Linked DNA regions of Sus scrofa: region 2 is linked to region 1. The links are chromatin contacts, called in public Hi-C maps. All regions are on one chromosome and are shown on one strand. The core of a region is the stretch at or near the end of the contact, and the rest is flanking DNA. Distances in the headings are between cores, read along the strand shown.

What was found. Hi-C and Micro-C count contacts between places; a contact is called where the count stands out from the background.
Region 2: a contact with region 1 is called in a Hi-C map of skeletal muscle, with 2.7 times the contacts expected there. The contact joins the enhancer-like site here to the promoter of SEMA6A in region 1. A contact is called at or near these places in 1 of 5 promoter capture datasets (liver), 5 of 47 Hi-C or Micro-C datasets (heart right ventricle, liver and skeletal muscle) and 1 of 2 datasets of contacts at active chromatin or transcription factors (skeletal muscle).

What each region holds. Positions count from the first base shown.
Region 1 is chr2:120,685,352-120,690,163 of Sscrofa11.1, reverse strand. It overlaps SEMA6A (semaphorin-6A), which reads left to right and starts at 2,567. Exons shown (of 18, transcript XM_005661593.3): 1 at 2,567-3,670.
Region 2 is chr2:120,740,576-120,745,802 of Sscrofa11.1, reverse strand. No RefSeq gene overlaps it. Among named protein-coding and RNA genes, the nearest start is that of SEMA6A, 56 kb to the right of the region's middle. Within about 2 kb of position 3,317, at least 10 of the 83 cell types and tissues checked have an H3K27ac peak or open chromatin away from gene starts, as enhancers often do. A contact at or near this core is called in skeletal muscle, where this site is marked.

The sequences.
Region 1 (4,812 bases), core at 1,318-3,817:
ATTCCCACCAGGAGTTGAGGGGTAAGCACCAGGAAACTCTTCTCCCAAGTTCACTTCTACCATTGGTGGTAAAGCAGAGCTTCTGACCAAATAGCTGGATATGGCCCTTAAAAGGATGCTGTGTGAGTTTACCTTTTTCTCTCCTCTTCTCCCACCTTGCTTTTCCAAGTGACCTGGGGGAAAGCAGGTTTAAGCATTTACTGAAGAGGGGTTGTTATGGGGCCGCTCCCAGCACTGACCCAAAGCAAGCCGCATCTTTCCCCTGCCTCCATTTGACTCCTGTAAAACATGGTGGGAGGATTGATGTGGAGAAGGACAGTGATGCTAGCTAACCTTGACCCTAGACCTGTGCTTTACACTCACCTCATTTAATCCACACAACCCCTGGGACGAGAATCCTCACTGACAGGTGAGTCCACTGCTCCAGAGAGATAAGTGACTGCCCCAAGGTCACTATCAGTAGGTTACCTAACAAGAGCCTGGCTCCAAAGACCAAGGCCTTCCTCACTCCACTTGGTGCCACTTAACTACAAAACAGCCCAACTTTCCCTACCCACTCTAACACTTGCTGACGCTTTAACTTGTCAGCTTTCTCTCCCTAAAGGGAAAGGGTAGGTTGCAGGCTTCAAAGGCTTTGGAGAGGCAGAGGTTTTACTGAAAAGCAAGGCAGGCTTGTGGGAGTCTGCGCACAGAAGGGGAAATGACATCATGAGGTTTCCTAGGGCAGCCTCCCCACAGGTGCTCCCCTGAGGGCTTCAGAAGGGACACAATAGCTGGCTTTTCTGCCATCTCCGGGAGCATCTCTCCCCTGGCAAGTGGAAATGTAATCTCACCTGGTCAGTTCCACAAGTGCCTAATTAGATGGTGAAACTTCAAGATTTCGTCATTGCCAGGAAGATTCCGAGTGGTATTTCTTAGCCTTGCACAAGTTAACTCAAATTCTTGTATTCCCTAATTTTAAATTAGGTAAATTTAATTTCTCGTTTCTTGGCTCAGCGTTACTGCAAATTAAACATGCAAGTATTAATAATGAAAATAACTTCCCTTTAAAAACATATCCTGAAACTCGATGTGGGGCACTTCCAATACATCCATAAAGCAAACAAGACAGCTTAATTGTTTGTTTCTCCAAGGGAAGAAGCTAAACCCGGAATTAATTTGGTTCAGCCTGTGAAACAATTCGTTTGCTCTGCCTAATTCTGCCAATTAAAAGAACTTTTCCCAGACCCAGTCAGCATGTAAATCAGAGGCAGAGAGCAAAGAAGGGGCCTCGGCGACCCGGTCTGAATGGAGACGCTGTACAGAGAATCCCTGGGACCTCTTGGGCCCGATCTGCAGACTGCGGGACCGCGCAGGGGGCGCATGGATCAGCTTGAGGTTTTACGTCGAAATCTGGTCGTTACATAGCGCAGCCGAGCATCCAGCGGTCGCGGCCGGCGAGGGCCTCTGCCTGGGTGCCGACTGGATTCGAAAGGCACGTCCACGACCCAGTTCCCCACCAGTGCGCGGGAGCGCGCTACCAAGTCCGCCGCCCCCACGCCCCAGCCCTCTCCCGGAGCGGGCTCCGCCCCCCATGGCCGCAGCCCTCGGCTCCCAACCCCCAGTCACTACGGATCCGCCGCGGTTTTTGCCTGGGAAAGGTGAGGATAGCGGCCCCTGCCGGCAGCTTCGGCAAAAGCCTTTTTCCACTCAACCATTCTCCCCACCTTTTCTAAATGGTTTGTGGAAATATATTTTTTAATTTATTTAATAACTTACTTATTATAAATCTTTACATATGTATATTTTTATTATTTGTGAGCCCCCACGAGCAGATGTAACTTTGTTTCCTTGTATGAACTGCAAAAAAGGGGGACTTGGTTCCTAGCCCCAATTAGGGAATAGGTACAGTATCTAATGCGTTTATTAGGCCTAAAGGCGAGGGGGGACCCTGATCTCCCTCCCAATGCTTTTCTCGGCCAAGCCCAAAACTAGTAAATATTGACTGGAGAACTGCTTGGTCGCTCCGAGTTACTTTCTTTAAAGGCTGTGGCTTACAGCCCTCACCACGCGAGAAGCCCACTTGGGGAACAACACGCTACCATGCGCGCAGCGGCCGGGGGAGGGGGACATCGTGTGGCCTGGCCAATTGGCCCAAGCCTGTAACTGCAAAGCTTTTTGGCGAGTGAACTTTTAAGAGACAGAAAAAGGCTGTGCCTGCCATTCTTCTGGTGGTGTTAACAAAAGCGCCTTGGAAGAAGTTGCGATTTACTTATTCCATGAAGCTGTTGGATTCTCGCTGGAATTGTGTTTTATTTCTGAAGTTTACATAATTGTTTCTAAGAATAGTTTACATATTTCCTACGTTTAAAAACATCATCGTTGTTAACAGCATTCTTTGCACTACAATTTGTTTGCTTAACATGCTTTATTAACGTGTTGTGTTATAGGTATGTTAACTAATAGTTGTGTTCATATTTTCGAGGTGTTTTTTTAAGCGCACCGGCTTCTATCCAGTTCATCTGGGTGCGTGGAGCTTCCATCACTTCTGGAATCCACCTTTGATACTGTAATCAGAATTAGAAACACTTGCCATTCACTTACCCTCATCCTTTAAAACTTTTCCATTTAAGAAAATCGATGAACAAATCCCTTCTTGTAACTCGCTCCTGCAATACGTCTATTTTTATTTATTTTTCTGATTTGGCCGTGCTCAGCAATGCTGTCCGGGATTTTTTTTTCCTCGCTAGAGCAAATGCCAGGGGTGGGGGAGGCGAGGGCTGGGATCCTGCCGGCATTGCCCCCGCAGGGACCTCCGCCTAGCGCGTGGTGGGGCCCGGAATAGTGGTGGAAGGAAGCTGCACTGGCCAGTCGGTCCAAGGCTCCACCTACGGTCACATGGCGTAGATTCTCTCCCCCTCCACCTCGATCACTCGCGTTCACTCCTAGAGACCACTGCTCTCCTTTGGGTCGGAGAAGACGCCAGCCAAAGGAGGCGGGGTTGCAGGAGGAGAGTCCGCCTTGCGCAATCCAGTCCGGGACTTGGCTCCGCCCTGGAGCGGAGGCCTCTCCGGTGACAGAGGAGTAGTGAGCCGCACGGGGTGAGGCTGCAGCCAACTCCGCTCCCCGCGCACTCGGCTGTCCAGGCGCTCGGGACGCAGCAGCGGCGCTTCTCCGCGGGGCCGACCGCCCGCGATGCCCGCTTAGGAGTGGCGGCAGCGGCCAGCGTCGCCACACCCGCGGGGTAGCGCTCCCGGTCGGCGAGCGGGGCTAGAGCATATACCCTTGCCCCAGCCCCCACCCCGCCCCCCACCCTGAAATGACTTGTTAATCGGCGCAGACACTACCGAAGGGACTCGCTGGAGTGGAATCCAAGTGGAATTTGGATTTGAAGAAGAGTTTCTTGAACATTTACTCCTTTCTTGTTGGTTTTTTTTTTCTTTCTTTTTTCCTTTTCCCTTCTCCGCTTGTCATTGGAGATGAACCCAGAGCATTTGCATCCCAGAAAGTAGTCGCCGCGACTGTTACCCCAAAGAGACAAGCACATATGTAGGAATGACAAAGGCTTGCGGAGGAGAGAGCGCAGCTCGCGGCCCAGAGAGAACCCCTTGATAATGGATTACTAAATGGGATACACGCTGTGCCAGCCCGCTCCGAGCCCCGGCCGCCTGCCCGTCGATGCACCGAAAAGGTACGGCTGGGGCGTCCCGGCGCGCCCCACCTCCCGGGCAGCTCCGCTCCCTCCTGCGGGTCCCAGGGCCGCGGTAGGCAAAGCGCTCTCGGCTTTGTGGTGCCTGCGTTTTATTTTGTCTTGTGTCTGTCTCTCGAGCGTTGCTCGGCCCTGGGGGAGCAGCTGTGAGCCCTGCCCGACGTTCTTCTCCGCCCTGCGCCCCAGAGACCGCCGGGCTCCGTGTTGCAAGCTTCCCCACCCGCGCCGCGCACATGCCGGGCGCCGCCCGGGACCCCGACCTCGCGGACAGTTGCCTGGCCCTGGGATGTGTGTGCAGGACCCGGGGGCTCATCCTCATTTTCGGGCCAGCAGGCAATAGAGAGGCCCGAAAAGGGTGAGGTTCTTGGAAGCTCCCTGTCCTGGTGCGAAGGCAGGGGAAGGGGTTCTGGCCCCGAGGACTGGAGGAGATTGGATAGAAGAGCGCTGCTTTCCCTCAGCACCAGGTTTGGGTTCAGGGGTGGGAGAAGGGGTTCCATAGATACGGTGGGGAAGCGAAGAGAATCTTTTGTTGTCGGCGCGGTGTCTGGGCTGGGCTCAGTGGAGTGCGGGAAACTTGTAATGGCCTTGGCACCCGCGCACCCTGCCACTTGGTGACATCCCGGCTGGCTCCCGCGGCCGCTGGCACCAGAGGTTCCGGGCTTTGTTTGCTCGAATGAGTGGCCTCCTCCCGGTGTTGCGCGGCGCCCCCGCCCTGGGTCCTATCCCCCGCTGAAGCTCCCTTCTGGGCGGCGAAAACCGCATCTGTCGCGTCTGCGTCCCCCTCAAGCACGGAACTCGCCCCACCGGGGCTCGCACCCGCGGTACCCTCTTCCAAAATCAACGAGGTTCTTCTCTGGAAAGGACGTGTCCCGGGAGGCGGCAAGGTGGGAAGACCTGGCAAGAGATGGCTCAGTACTAGCTAACGAGACCAGACAAGAGCTTTGCCCGGGCCCCAGTCCTGAATTGTCCGAACTACTTGCTGTAGTCTGGAGGGCTGCCTCGCTGGCAGTGGGGCGCTCGGGGAGCAAACCCGACAGTACCCAACCACCCTGCATGACCCTTCTGGGAAGTGTCTATTTTCCAGATTCTCCGCTTTTTTTTTTCTTTTCTCAGCTCACTGTGGT
Region 2 (5,227 bases), core at 2,068-4,567, 55 kb before region 1:
GGTAAGGGGGTTCCAAGAGACACCCCACTGTGTGACAGCCGCCCTGCCTCCTCCTGGTCATCAGGGTCAATTATTCCTACCAGGAAGAGATCATTTCCCTTATTTGATAGGCTTAGACACAAGGGCCAGTCAACAGAGAGATCTTAATGGGACCCCTACTGAGTTTCCTGATTGGAAATATCCTCCTCTCTCTGGGAACTAAACCCCAAATGCCTGGAAATGCAGCAACAGGAGACACGAACTCCCTAAGTAGGTCACTGAGAGTGATATAAGCAGATCCACCCAACTTCCACCTCTAGGTTCCCAGATTCATACTTTCTACCCACGGGGACACAGCCCCATAAAATGGTTGTTGATGTAGGGTCTTACCATGTCGTAGAGGATGGAGCCCATCCTCAGAGTTTGTCATCTCTAAGCTAGGTCTTCGGTGGCTGTTAAGAAGCTGTTTCATCATAGCCAGCAATTTCTGGATGAAGCAATATGTAATAGAGCCAGTGGATTCCGTGGACATGTTCACCACCTCTTTGTCTCTAAGGGGGTTCTTCAGTCCAGTGAGATCCTGCACTGAGGGATTAAGTACTATATAAGCTCCCTGACAGCCATGCTTCCCAATGCTTTCAGGCACTCTTGTACCTGGCATGCTTGTTGATTCAGTCAAGATAAAAAGCTGATCCCTCCAAGAGGGGCGAGCTCTGATGTAATGACTTGCCACCAAGTGGTGGATTGGTTTCCCTAAGGCATTGTGCCAAATCAGCCACTCAGTGTTGGTCTCTGCTCCCAGAAAGCCAGGTATTCAGCAGTGGAAAATCAGCCCTGGTGACAGGGAGCCCCTGCTGTGGGTCCATGCACTGCTTCCACCCCTGACGCCATGGCACGAAGTCCCCTTTGCCAGTATTAGAGTTTCCAGGGACTGACTTCAACTGGCTAAAGCATTTCATCAACTTGGTGAATGAATGCTCTCCTTTAAGCTTTAACATTTAATACAAAGTTTGTCACACATCATGCTCCTGCCCACAGATACTTCCACATGCCTCTTGCCCAGACCTCCTTGTCTCTTACCCTCCAATCTTTCCCTTCCCAGGCTTTGATCAATCAAATAAGCCATTGAGGACTGACCATGAGCCCATATATACTGTTGGTCTGGGCTACTTCTCTTCCCGCAAAACGCAGGTAATCAGATACATCTCCCAAATCTCTGTTTGGAGGCTCTCTCTTCACTCTCTCCTTCAGGGCCACCACTAAATGGAGATGTGATACAGCAGCCCATCTGCAGTTCACACCCACAAGGAGAGCCAACCCATCTACAAACTCGGTTTGACCTTTGACTTCTTTCATTGGTTGGTCACAGGGACCTAGTTGGAGGAGGTCACAGAGAGGGTCTGACCTACGATTGACCAGAGCTGGTCTTAGGCAATCGGAGGCTCCCTGCCCCCTCCCCTGTCCTTGGAATGTCCAGGATGCAGCCTCAAGAGAGCAGTGTGTTTTTCAGACCATCTGGATGGTACCTATGACAGAACCCAGGTAAATTATACAAATGTTAAGATTCTGGCTGTCAGGTTTAGAGATCGAATCATCTAGACAAGTCTCCTGGGTAAGTTCCCCTTGCTTGTGAAAACTGCCACCTGCCAATATGGAGGGTTCTGCCTCTTTCTTCTATCTCCTTTTCCTCCATGTCAGGGGGCCTGTTTGCTGACTAAGAGACACTACTGCAGCCATAGGCGTGAGCTGAGCGAGACGCACCAGGAGAAGAGTAGTAGGTAAAAGGGGCCCAGGTTACCAGCTCATGTGGTCTCTGTGACCTGACCCTGCTGGTGCCCATGCCCAGATGTAACCCTTCCAACTTACTGTAAACGCGGTTGGGAGTATAGGTCCTTAAGGCATGGTGGGCCTGACAGAGGTCAAAGGACCTTACTGATGTAGATCACAGAGGACAGCCTCCTGGAGGCTAGAGCAGGGTAGAGACGGGTACAAAGTGGATTTAAAGGCAAACATAAGGTATCAGGGCACCTCAAAACCATGCCCACCATCGGGGTGGGGCCCTGGGGCAACAGAAGACCTTGTGGTTCCCAATACATAATCATTCCCAGGTATTCCTCCCAAATTAACCCATCAGTAAAGCCTCTCCACCCGCCAGGAGCAGACTGAGTAAAGAGGCAGAGGGCAGACACGTGTTTAGGGAAAATTCCTCCCTGTGGAAACCCAGAGGGGGACTGAGCATTGTTTTGATAAGCAGGATAAGCTGGATTTTCAGGCCTGGAAGAACTAAGTGCCACCTAAAGGCGGGGAGGTCCCACTAACAAGTAGAATGTTCCATGTCCACTGCTATCCAATAAAACCTTCTGTGAAGGTGCAGGTGCTCTGGAAGCCTGAACCGTCCAGAAAGACAGCCACGAGCCATGAGTAGTTACTGAGCACTGACATGTGGCTAGGGTGATGTAATATAATCTAGATTTAGAGGAACTAAATTATATTGTTTTATTATAGCTAAGCTTTATGTTGTTATAATGCTTATAATTGCATTATAAGAATTATATTTATTACAATTATTTTGTTATAATTAATTTAAATGGCCACATACAGCTACCAGCCCCTGTCCTGGACACCACAAAGACTAGGAAATATGGCGTCCTTGACCCTAGCGATAAAGACCTAAGAAATAGAGGCTCAAGCATACAAGGTCACATAGCATTAATGAAGCTACTAGAGACTTTACCTAGGTCCCCTGCACTTTATGGAGCAGGGCTCTTGGCCTGGGGAATGGAGTAAGCTGTGAAGGTCTTATAGATCCTGGCCATACTAAACGGCTGTGCGATTTCAGGCGGACTGCTTTATTCTTTGAGACTCAATTTCCTCCCCTATGAGATGAGAATACTACTTTATAAGGCTGTTGTGGAGATGAAATGAGGGGACATCTGTAAGGTATCCGGCTCACAGTGGTCATTTCATTAATACATCCTCTGATAACAGCCACCAGCCTCAACTCTCTCCTGTGCCCCCTGCTTTTCTTTAGTAAAACCCCAGTACATCATCCCAGCTCTTTGGTCTGAGCCTGCTATCCCACTGTGGAGGGGGGAATTAATAAGCAAGGCCTGTTGCTTCAGATACATTTACTGGCCTCCGAGAATCGGGGAGGGATTGCTTAAGAGTATAAAATGGAGCACAATTTAGTTACTTTCAGGGAAGGGGGGGGAATGGAATTCACTCTATTATCTCACAAACATGGCATTTCCTTCCACCACCAGCCCAGCTACACTACCAACAAAATGACCTAATAAAAATCAGCAGCCTCACTGCATCATTGGAAGTGAGATTCTCACCTATTTTTGCTGCCAGCTCTGAGGAGTAAAAGTCTAAGAGGAGAGGCTGAAATTCTAAGTTGAGGGCCCTTGTCTGGGAATTACGTAATTCCCACAGGGCAAACAGCCAGAAGCCAAATCTGGCGACACCCCAGGGCTGGCTGGAAGCTGATCCCGCCTCTGTTTGTTTGGCTGTTGGGCACATTGCTTTTGTTTTGGTTTGGGATATTGTGAGTGATGTTTTGAGCATTCTCAGGTCTGCCTTTTCCCCTCTTGTTGTGAGAAGAGAGACCTTCCTTTGTTTGTGAAGCTCAGTAACCATCTTGTTATTTCTGCGGCAGGAGGTGCCTGGAAGTTCAAGGGTTCAAATTTTAATCTAGCACCACTATGGGTCTTGCTGATGAATTTATGTTTTAATTTTTCATCCACAGCTCGGCCCCAGACATCATATAAATAAATGAAGAGGTAAATAAAATTCATGAAGCTGCCCAAGGGATTTGAAGCTGAGACATCTTGTTGAGTTTCAGGGACAAGTTTTAACATCAGAGCCTCCTCATCTTGCTACTATTACCTGTGCAAAACCCTGTAATGAAGGAACAAATTAGGTCAGTCCCAGGTGTACCAAAACAGAACAGGGAAGGAATTATCAAAGAAATTAAAAAGCCTGCCATGGCCATCGACAGAGCACACTTTTATAGGTTTTCTTCCAGTGATAATCCTGCAAGTCAAACTCATGGCAGCGGATGGACTTTTCACCCTTGTCAAAGCAGCAGCAGTAAGTCAGCATTCCTAACAAGGTTCCCGTGGAAAAGGGCGGGAGTATCCCTGATAATTAAAAGCATGGAAACCTAGAGAAACTTTCATGCCAGTCCGATGTTATTATTATTTTCTGCTCTTGCTCTCTCTCTCAAGGTTTTGTTTTCCCATGTTGAATAATCAAAAAACTTTGGTTTCCTCTGAACTCCAAAAAGTCACTTTGTACTCTCTTTAGAAGGATAAAAATCCAGGTTTGGATAAAGTAAGCCAACATTTCTTCAGGTTACCTGCATTTAAAGACCCATGAGCAAACCTTCTTTGGAAAGATGAATATAAAGGGTTTGGTAATTTGCTGTCTTGAAATGAGCTCAAGTCAAATCCCTGGAGATAAAGAAAAAGTGGGGTGAAATGAGCTCAAGTCAAATCCCTGGAGATAAAGAAAAAGTGGGGTGAATCAGGTCAAATCCCTGGAGATAAAGAAAAAGTGGGGTGAAGTCCCGATGTCTGAAAAGACAAATGTAATGAATGAATGAAGGCCCAGAGCAAGCAAACAGGAAAAGAAGAAATTATGTCCCAACTAGATTATGGGTTTTCCTCTTCAGAGGTTTTCCTCCAAGAAAAGTCCCACATTAGAAAGCTTTTTTTCTCACGGAAGTCTTAGCTGACGGATGCAGAGGATCTGGGTCCATCTGTCTTCTGGGATGAGAGGAAGCAAGCACCGTCTTCTCTGGTTCTGAAAACGCAGGTGAAGCTGGGCAATACTTATAAATCCCCTTCTCACTCATCTCCTTGCCCACCTCCATTCGGAGGGCCACCTGGGGAGGAAATCAGCCTCTAAACAGATGCCCAGAAAAAGTGAATAAAAGTGCTTCCACAAAAGCATCTTCACGGGAGCTCCCATCGCAGCTCAGCAGTAATGAACCCAACTAATATCCATGAGCACATGGGTTAGCTCAGTGGGTTAAGGATCTAGCATTGCCATGAGCTGGGGTGTATGTAGGTCACAGATGTGGCTTGGATCCCATGTTGCTGTGGTTACGGCATAGGCCAGTGGCTGTAACTCCAATTCGACCCCTAGCCTTGGAACTTCCACATGCCTTAAGTGCTGCCCCAAAAAGACCAAAAAAAGAAAAGGAAAAAAAAAAAGAAAGAAAGAAAGAAAAAGAAAAAAAAAG